Regions from separate parts of the Dromaius novaehollandiae genome. Here region 2 is linked to region 1. The links are chromatin contacts, called in public Hi-C maps. All regions are on one chromosome and are shown on one strand. The core of a region is the stretch at or near the end of the contact, and the rest is flanking DNA. Distances in the headings are between cores, read along the strand shown.

Region 1 (5,340 bases), core at 1,860-4,359:
ACACAACAGCAATACACATTTCCCTTCCACAGTAGCTGCAATTATACAACTCAAACACCATGAATTACAAATTGTTAATCTGTTTTCTTTCAAAATATCGCTACAGGTACACAGACACTGTACAAAAGCCTCACCTTGTGTAAGAACTGTGAGGGAAAAAGTTATGAAAGCAGACAGAAAACCTAAAATCCCTGAGGCTACAAAAAAATCCCGCTATTGAGAAATAACCCAAGAGACCACATAGGGAATGTACAGCTTTCAGAAGCACTTCTCATCTTATTTGCACTTAACCTATTGATGTACTTATGCAGGTCACTTACTTTTCGGATATGTTTGAACCCTTTATAATCATGCAGATCGCCGCGGTTTTCACTTGGGCTTTTGTTTTTTGTTTTGTTTGGTTTTTTGCAGACAAGTTTCATTTAAAAAAGATCCAATTATGCAAATCTGCTCCCGGATAGGTAGTGAATATTCAATATGACGGTAATACTGTAATAGTTCAATGCAACGCACTGTACTGGACAGATTTATGAGGCAACGTCACTACTACGCTCTGGTCCTCGCTGAAGCATCTTGAAGTTAATTAAAGCTGCAATGTCCACTTTTCCAGCCACCCTCCTCATTCAGGTTTACTATTTCAACATCAAACCAGCAAGGGGGCCTCCCCCCTCTCTCTGTACATTTAAGCAGCCTTCCACAGTCAATGAACAATGAACAAAGATTTGAGTGATGGGGGGGGGGGAAATCTCCACAGGAATAATCAAATCCGGTTTAAACAAGTAAAAATATAGTTTCTAATATTAAACTAGAAAAGAAAACATTCTTTTCCAAGCGAACGTGCAAAGGCGCTTAGCCAGCCCCTTCAAAAAGGGTCTAAAAGCAGCCAGTCCTTTTTATTTCGAGCAGTGAATGAGCCCAAACAAGGCTTCTAAACTTAATTATGACACTTAAAATAGTCTTTTTCCACATAAGCAGGGAGGCTCGCCACTGCTATCTGTATCAACCGGTCAAATCAGCTCAGCAAACACGGCCCCTGTTGGATTTATTTTAAACTGCACGGGGAGGGGGGTGGCGGCGGGGGGAATGCACAGCCCTCGCAGCGCGCCCCCGGCCGCGGGCGGGCGAGCGAGCGGGCAGCCGCGCCCGCCCCGCTGGGCCCCGCGCCCGCGGAGCGCCCGCCGCGCCGCCGCTCCGCAGCCCGGCCGCGGCTGAAGTGAGAACGAAGGGATTTGACAAATCACGTCTCCGCCTAGACGCTGTTATAGACATAACAATATCCGCCACACAAAACCCCGAAACAATAACCGCGGCGCGCGTAAACAGGCTGCGAGCGCCGGTGCCCCGCAGCCGCCCCCGCCCGCGCCCCCCCGAGCGCGGCGCGCACCCCGCGCGTAGGCACCGGGCGCCGCGGCGGATCGCGCCCGCCGGCTCGCGGCAATCGCAGCCGGGGACGCCAGCAACTAACTTTTCCGATGGAGCCCGTGCAGCCGGCACCGCGGTCCCCCTGCGCGAACTAAGTACCCTGGCAAAAAGCATAAATCTTCGCGACCTTTTATTTTGTGTTTAAAGTTCACAGGCGTCACTATTTCCTTCAACCTTTCTCCCCAACACGCGCGCGCACACACACACACACACATATATATATATATTAATTATTTGCAAAACTGCAACAGATGGGCGCATTAAAATCTGGATTCTTTCCTACACATCATCAAAGACCCGCTCGCCTTCCTCGCTCCCCCCACGGCCGTCTCGCCGCCGGCGCGGTGCCCCCGCCTCCGCGGCGCTCCATCCCCGGGCAGCCGCCACCGCGCAGGGCAGCCAGGCCGCCGCTCCGCGCCCCCGCGGCCCTCCGCGCCCGCGCACGGCCCGCCTCCGGGAAGGGGATGCTCCTCCGCCCGAGGGAATTGCCATTTAAGTTTCCTCTTTAACCTGTTACTTTCTGCGGGCGCCGACAAAAGCCGCGGGCGCGGGCTGGCAGGTGCCTCCCCGCTCCCCGCGGCGCCGCCGGGCGCGCTCCGCTCCCCCCGAAAGGGCCGAGACCTGGCCTGACATTTAGTGCCTACTTGAATGTCACAACGCTCCTCGCAGCATTATGCACGGCTCCTATTCATAAGAGGTCGATTAGAGCACAAAATGGCAGGTCTCTTAGGCACTTGAATCTCACAAGTTTGACACATGGTATGCATCAGCTAACTTTGATTAAAAAAGGGGGTGGGAGGGGGGAGTTTACAAATTACACCGCGATTACCCGGGATCCTGGAGGGGAGGGGGTCCCCGCGTTTCAAGTCACTTCGGCAAAGTTTACTCCGCAGCAGCCCCTTAAAACAAAAAGTTTCTGGGCAAGTTAAGGGCAGGGTCCGCGCGGGCCGGGGAAGGCGAGCCGGCTGCCCGGGCCGGCGTCGCCGCCGCCGCCGCCTCTCGCCGCCCCTCGCCTCGCCTCGCCCGCCCGCCCGCTCCTTCTTTTTTTTTTTTTTTTTTTTTTTTTTTTAAAGTAACGGTTTTAAAAGAAACGAGAGAGAAAGAGAAAAAACGTAGGGTTTTCTTCAGGCTAAGTTCTATAGCGCCATTCAATGGCTTCTCCGCTCCTTTCATTATTTTCTGCTTTTCCCCTGACAGCCCTGCTTGCAAACGTCACTGCTATGGATATTTAATTATACTGTATTTTTTTAATCACGGTGGAAAACGCAGGCCCCATTGCGATGATTAAAAAGAAATTAAAAAAAAAAAACATACTCCGGACTGACTTTGGAGCCTCTTTGATGGCTCGCGGGAGCCTCCCGGATCCTCAAAAACCCCCTTTTTACCTTTGTCTTTCTTACCTTAAAATTTAAAGCAAAGCGTAGAAGAAACTCCCGCACGTAAACGGAGCGTTGTAAAAGATTGTGTTCAATGAATAATGAAGCATGTCCACATGATTGACTTGATCATTTTCTTGTGCGGAGGGGGAAAAGTGCGGCGCGGGGCTGCCGCGGCCGCCCGCTCCGGGTAGCCCTCCCAACTGCTTCCAGCACATCCCGAGCAAAGAGCGCTTTATTTTAATCTGTCTCTTTTCAGAATAACCCCCTTCATTGATACTGATCACCCAACATCACAAGACATCCCCATCTCTCAGCGTGGACTCCCCCTATCTGGTAGGTGAAATGCATTGTACCATTAAAAAAGCACTCCATTGTCGTCTTGGCATAATTCACAGCAACTAGATAGGTCTTGCGGCATTTAGCTTTGATGAGCCAAAAGCTGAACCCTTGATATAATAATCTACAAAGAATGGTCTGTGATCGTCCATTTTTTCTCCCTGTCTAGCAACTAAGAAACCATTTAACACGGCGCGGCTTGGTCGTGACCTTGAGCCCGTGTAAACACCCCGAGGAGCCCGCGCCGTTCCGCAGCCCCGCGGCCAGCGCCGCTGCCCGCGCCCCGCGCAGCCCCCGCGCCCGCGCAGCCCCCGCGCCCGCCGCCCCTGCCCGCGCCCCGCAACCCCCGCCGAGCCCCCGGGGCGCCGCCGGGCGCCACAAAGCGCCCTGCTTACCTGCTCCCGAAACTATGCAAAGTCTGCTTCTCCTAAAAAAAACTCCCGGGTAAACCTGGGTGGACAGGGGGACCGGAGCATCAGTCACCGCTCCGGCGTTTAAGAGAAGTAATCAGCGATAAAGTGACGTTGATCTGCACTGTAACCTTGTGGCGTATTTAATGTAAATAAGCCAGTTATGTTGCCAATCGCATGCATACAAACACATAAAGGTCCTCAGCGTTGCATTTTGATTCTTTCCATTAGAGCCGACTTTATTTACATACACTATTTAGGGGATCATGATAATTCTAAAACAATACTAGTGCCAAATGATTATGAAAATATGATTTTAATTAATCACGTAGTAGGCAAGGAAATTAGCATACGGTAATTAAACTTAGAGAAAAACGTCATGGAGGTTCTCTGCCTTATGGGTTCGGAATAATCATTAAACGATGGGTTTTCAGGACTTAATTATCAAACAAATAACTTTTTTAAAGCAACTTTACAAGGTTTATCCGCAGGGCAACGATTTAGTAAATAATATATAACCAAGCAAACAAGGTGCAAATGTGACTGGTGAAATAGGTTGTGTTTCTACAAAGCGGGTGGGGGGGGGGGAAGCTGAATAATGCAATTATGGATTCTGTGTCCCATAGTTGACAAAAGCATGGTGCCTCAATAGACTCTTTGTTATGGGATTATATAATGATTGTGGTGTAATTATGGGAAAAAAGATTTAGTAATAATAAAAAGTATCAAAATACACCAATGAGCAGCTTGTTTTAAAGAAAAGGCTTGCATGTGACATTAGGGGCACGTTAATAACAAAAAGCCAGGATCCGAAAGGGTTGACAAATAAAAAAGACTGTGATGCGCATGATTAAGAAGCGATGGAGACAGATTGATTATTCAAAATGCCGAGCCACAGGGACACTTAAAACATTGATTCAGGTAAGACTAGTTTCATCTTGACTGAAATGAGTTCCCTGAAGATGACTGGCATACATTTTAAATCAGTTTACTACATAAAAAGCATAACATCACAAGCTGAAACCTTCTAGTTAAAATAGGAGTCCAAGGAAAAAAAAAAAGTTTATGTTTGTGGCAATTCCCAAAGAGACTATGGAATTGCAGAGGAAGGGGTATAGATTAATTAGCTATTCCTAAACAGTGGACTTAAATGTATCTATCTTTTATAATCCCTAGCCTCTATTTCTGGATTCTGTGGTCCAATCCCACTTCTGCAGGTTTTAGGTATGGTATTAATAACCCTATAGGTACCATACGACTTTTTTTCTGGAACTGCAGTAAATTAACTTTTTATAATAACTGAAAAATTAGCTAAATTTTTCCAATTGATTTTTAAAGTGAAGTTTATAAATAGTTGTTCAGAGCTATTCAATTAAAAAAAAAAAAGAAAGAAAGATTCCCATGCCTATACTAAAAAGTTTAGGAATTCACTCTGCATTTTCCAATTTGATGTGTCTGAAATTCTCTTTGAACAAATTCCAAAATACAAGTTTTTTCTATAGAAATTAGCATAGCAATCACATCAATAATATCACTATCTCTATGGGAATGATAACTGGAGCAGTGGGGGTGTTCTTTATTTCAATTCTTCGTGGATCAACTGATTATATTCTGTCTTCTTTTGAACTTGTTATTGTAAGTCAAGTGATTCTTTATAAGTGACAGCCCTGACAAAGAGACGAGGATGGGAAAGCAGGTCGAAAGGAAGTCGCCATATGGACTTTAAAAAAGGCACTTTTTAAACAAGATAATGGGGAAATGGATGTTGCCTTTTAACCCTGTCAAGGCTGAAC
Region 2 (5,340 bases), core at 1,131-3,630, 290 kb before region 1:
CGCTCGGAAGAACGTCCTGTAGTCACGGGCGTCGCGTATTTGCACATGCAAGAAAATCCTTTCCATGAAAGAATTACCGGGGGATATTTTTCAGCCCACATTAAGCGGGAGCCCAGACTGTACGACCACGATGATCTGGTCTGACTTAATAACCTGCTATGGGTTTCCAAGCGGATGGTTAGTGGCAGGATCTGAGGACCACTGAAGTAAATGGAGACGCGCGCGCGGATCTGGGAGGGTCTGGCCGCTGCCCGTGCAGTAGCTGCTAGAACGGTGTGTCAAGTCCCATTAGCCACTTGTTATAACTTTTTTTTCCCCAGAATTCCTAAAGTTTTATTGGAGCACTAAACCCTGCTGCTGTGGCAGATGATGGCACTCAGCCTTCGCATTCTTTCATCACAAAACACTTAGGTATGAAAATCTCATGCCTTGCAAGTCATCTAATCCTTTCACTGCGAGAACAGCCGTTCTCCCCCCACACCGCCAGAAACACGGAGAGCCGGGCTCTGCGGCCCATCCTCGACGTTTCCTGCCCCAGACGAGTTAGGTTTCTACTGCCTCCTGTTTGACATGCATCTCACCGGGAAAATGAATGCTGAGGTACAAGACCACACCACACCACATTTTTAATGGTTTACCACAATCGTCGTCCAATTTATATTATTTTTATTAATAACAATTTTCGATATTTTTTCCTATGTCAGAGCTATTCATTGCTAGAACTTTTCCAAGCTGGAATTCTGTCTGCTGCTCTCATCTTTGGCTCACGCATGTCTTCTCAGTACACTTGAAGGAACTAGTTGTTTCCTTTAGTCAAAAAAGTATTTAATTTGTTAAATAACAACTTCTTCCTTTCAGTTAGGCTTTTCAGGAAATTTCAAGGAAGAAAGACCCTTAGTAACATTGCCTGGGAATTTTCCTGGCTGTCAATGGGAAATGTTCTCTAGATTTTTCAAGCAGACGTTCTGACTTTTAATGGTATCTTTTTTCATTAAAAACATACAACTAGTGGCATTGATACTGAAAAATTTTACAAAAGAACCAACCTGAAATACGCCGTAAACACTTGCGAGCTTGTGTAAAATTAATACAGGAATATTATAGAACTGATGTAGTTTAAAAGAGTATATAAATACAAAACTTCAAAGGCTTTGGGGGAGGGGGGGAAGCACAGGTGGGTTTGAAGTACTTTGCTTTTTAAAGATAATCTATTCCTCGCTGGTTTTTATAGAGAAAACATTTCTAAAACATTTTTGTTGCATCCTCTAGGTGGTGCTAATACTGCACAGCTCCAGCTTTCCAGCACAATGAAAACATTAATTTGCTATGAGATAATTTTTGACGTAAATGTAAAATGGTGCCCATTCGAACTCAGTAATGAAGCATGGTGCATTTCTACAGCTCCTAATTTGACTAGTTAAATGACTCCATTACGTGTCTAACAGACAGAAGCAAATAATTTCTGGTCAGTTGACGCTCACTTATCCGTATCATTTTACCCTGAAAATAAAGTCTCTAATCTACAGTTTCTTTGTCTTAGTTTTTTTTAATATTATTAAAGCAAACATACTTAAATAAGAGAGATTAAACCAACACAAACTAACAATTAAGGCTACAATACAGAAATCAAGTTTATATAATGTGGGAGGAGGGATAAAAATGAAAATTAAATAATAAATTAAATGACTGCTTATCTCAGTTATTTCCTCTGTGAGATTTGACAACAGCACTATTTAGGAAAAGGAAAATATCCTTCTGAAATTCACTGATTTTGAAAACCACTCCAAATACTGCTTGCCAATCTGCCTATAAAACTTCACCGCACAACTTTGAAAATGTTTGGAAAGACTCTTTACAGTACCTAGCAATAAAATAAAAATGTTGCCTTAATAAATATCAGGTGATGAATAATTTTGCCCTGAGGAAAAAAAATGGTTAATGCTGAATCTTAATGTTCCTCATCTAAATGCTTTTTCTTCCTGCTAAAAACAAGTTTAGAATTAAAGCATATCACTTTACACATATTGCATGCATATTAGTGAGACACAGCTGCTTATGCCCTACTCTTAAGAGCCATATGATTAAGTTATGGGATATCAGATAATCCAAAGCCCCTTTCTATTGGTCACCTTTCGCAGACAAAGGCTTTTTAGTTTTAAGTCCATTTAATGACAGAATGTCCAATTCTATAAATGTGTGAGTAATTCCAATGGAACACCTGTGGCTCCCTGCTCGAATATGGAATGAAAGATATAAAATGTCATTACAGTAACATTCAGTGACTTTAGCAAAAAAATGCTCAGAACCAAGGCTGCTGCTCCATCCCTGATGTATTCCATCATGCTCGGGTTTCCATGGTCTCAGGGAAGTAAGTGTGAGCTTACATACCATATGCGGTACCAGCCTTTAATCACCGTGGGGTGAGTTAAGGACAGAACAACTATTTTCTGGTTGAAGTCACAAGTCTAGTGGGTTCGTTTTCACGATAGCTTGTGGGGACAGAGACATATGACTCCTTGCATTATTAGCAGGGGATATGTAAAAGAAAAGTGTTCATGCTACTCTTAGGGGGAAAAAAAGTTTAACCTTATTTTCATAGCTTTTTTCTATTACCTTTTAGTTTTTTTTCTTCCAAAGATTTAAACACTATTTGAGTAGTTTTTGTAAGAGTGCAAGTTTTCTAACGACTGCGAAGAAGGACAACCAGATTTTGGTGCATTTCTGATGCAATGCCCAGGAAACCTGAGTTTTCTGTTGATGATGTTTTCGCAGCCATGACAGTGGAACTGTCACGACCCAAATCTAAGTACAGAGAGCTGCATTAAAATTAATGGGCTTCTTCATAGTAGTCATTCTTCAAATATAACAAGTGTTCAAGGAGTCAGAGGTGGATTTACAGCTAAAATACAAAGCTCGGTATCGACATTCAATTTCAGCAGGGTTAATTTTTGAGCGAATGCTGAAAGTGTCAGCGAGTCTCAGGCTCGCTCCTGCTCTCGAGGAAGGCAATGGCAAGACTCCCAGTTGACTTCAATGAGAGGAGGAGCAGACCCTGAATGGAATAAAGGAATGGAGGAAATAACTCTATACGGAAATGGCAAATGTTCAAAGATGAGTTCATATCAGCAGAAAATACACATGCAGCCTGACAAAAATACACCACGGATCAAAAAAAAGCAGTCTCCGTCTTGAGGAAGCCAAACGAGCGAGCAGAAGATCTCGGGCGGCGAGAGAAAGGACGGTTGCGGGGACAGCAGGCTGGCTGCAGCCGCCGAACCTCGCGCACCGTTTCCTGCTTTATCCGAGGCCGGGGACGCACGCTGGGAGGCTGGCGGGAGGCCACCCCAGCAGCACGCAGGCAAGCGCACAAGCGCAGCAACGCTCCGAGAGCACAGAGGAGTATCGCTGTCGCTAAGACGGCTGCTAACGCGTACATATGGAGTAGCTACGCAGCTACCGAGGATTAGAAAGATTAGCAAATGAAATTAAGGTGAAGCTGTAAAAAATACATTTCTTCAAGTGTCAAAACCCCCAAACATGCTCCTGAAGGTGGGATCCCTGCCAGAATTTGGAAGGAAAAGGCAGAGGGAAGGGGGCACTTTAGCAAATATCTGTGAAACATCTTTGGAAGCAGAGGAGGTACCAGTGGATAGGAGGACGAAGGTAACACCTATATATAATAGCAGCTCTAGGGAAGATCAAGGAAATTAAACACCAGTCAGCCTGATTTCAGCAGTGGGAAAGATATTGGAAACACTAATCAGGGACAAAATAGGGAAAGTTATGATTTAATTAAAGATATTCAGCATGGATTCACAAAAGGGAGATCATATATAACAAAACTAATAGAATATTTGGAAAAATTAACCCCCCCCCCCCAAAAAAAAAACCTCAAAAAGAATCGAAGGAAGCCATGCACATGATTTACGTGGCCTCTATGAAAGCTCACGCTGTACCATCCCCTAATAGGCTACAATTTCATAAGTTCTGATGCGAGGGTGAGCTAAATAATGCATAAGGAACCGGACAGTATATTGAGGGCACAGTGCTCTGCATGTTAACCTAAAGAGATGAGAATATGGGAGGTGATAGCTCGCGTGTCCCAGAGATCACTAGCAAAGCTGATTTTGTTCTTTTTCTGTTTCAATGACATGCAAAAATGGGATGAAATTTATTCAAAGTAGAAAATGGAGGAGAAGCTGCAGACAATATGAATGAAGGGACAACATATAAATAAGAAAATCCAGCCTGCCTTTTAGTGACTACAGAAACTGATGCGATGCAATTCAGTAAAGTACAAATGTCAAGTAACAATGCAGTAAGAACAAAAGGAACGCAACACTTGGTTCTCCTTAGCTGAAGGGAAAGGGGCAGAAGTGCAGTGAATAATCAGAAATAAAACTCTAAAATCTTAAGCATAGGACTTAATGTCAGCATAAAAAGCAGCAGAGATATTTCTGGAATTTCCAAATTGAGGCACTGACTAAACTGTGAGAGCGAAATCATTCCTGCAGTGCAAGGGGATAACAAGGAATTATTTGGAAGACTGTACCCTAACTTTGGCTATCTCTATCATTAGACACATAAAGAACAACCAAAAACCTCAGCGACAAAATTATCCTAGTGAGTCAAAAACAAACCAGATCAGTATTCTTTAGAAGACGAGGTAAAGGATACAGAACAGCTAAAGTAGGCTCCTTGAGTTACAGCCCTATCTAACAACAAGTGGGCATGAGCTGAAGCTAAGGAAAAGCAGGCACTAATGGAATTTAAGTGGAATTTCTTTGCACAGAGATGGTAGTCAATGTCACATGCAACCTAGGACGGCATTAGCAACCTGTGTGAAAAGTCTTATACCGTGACTCATTCAGGAGGAGAAAAGACAAACAGTGAAATGAGGATGTCCCTGTCTTTTCATCCTTCAGTATTTTAAAACTATGTGAGCCATTATTAAAGAGAATTATTAAAGCAAAGACTACTGTATTTGTCTCATGGGCCAGGTGAGCCCTGTAAGCTGGCAGAACTCTGCAAATGTTCATGCATGTAACATGTGAAAGCAAGTAAATGAGAGGGTGAGCATGCACAGACCAAGAGCTACACAGCACCTTGCAAGCCACCTAAGTTCACAGCCACCCGCCCACTTGCAGAGGAGCAAGGCCTCTGCCAAGGGGCAGTTGCACCTAACTTAGAAAATCTGCCTTGGTGGGTTTTTTATTACTTTACAAGCAAAAATACACATCACAAAAATGGGCCTTAAGGGAATCCTCTTGATGTTGTTTCTATTGTAGCAGGTCTTATGAACCTTGCATGAAGTTCCTGGAAACGTTAGGTCAAAATTTT

The links. A called contact is a pair of places that touch in the nucleus more often than the background predicts.
Region 2: a Hi-C map of liver shows a contact between it and region 1, with 5 times the contacts expected there. The contact joins the enhancer-like site here to the promoter of ZNF536 in region 1. A contact is called at or near these places in 2 of 4 Hi-C or Micro-C datasets (brain and liver).

What each region holds. Positions count from the first base shown.
Region 1 is chr13:11,598,776-11,604,115 of bDroNov1.hap1, reverse strand. ZNF536 (zinc finger protein 536) reads right to left here and starts at 3,109. Exons shown (of 9, transcript XM_064519627.1): 1 at 2,823-3,109.
Region 2 is chr13:11,890,836-11,896,175 of bDroNov1.hap1, reverse strand. The region is part of intron 8 of ZNF536 (zinc finger protein 536); the gene reads right to left. Among named protein-coding and RNA genes, the nearest start is that of ZNF536, 290 kb to the right of the region's middle. Within about 2 kb of position 2,380, at least 1 of the 2 cell types and tissues checked has open chromatin away from gene starts, as enhancers often do.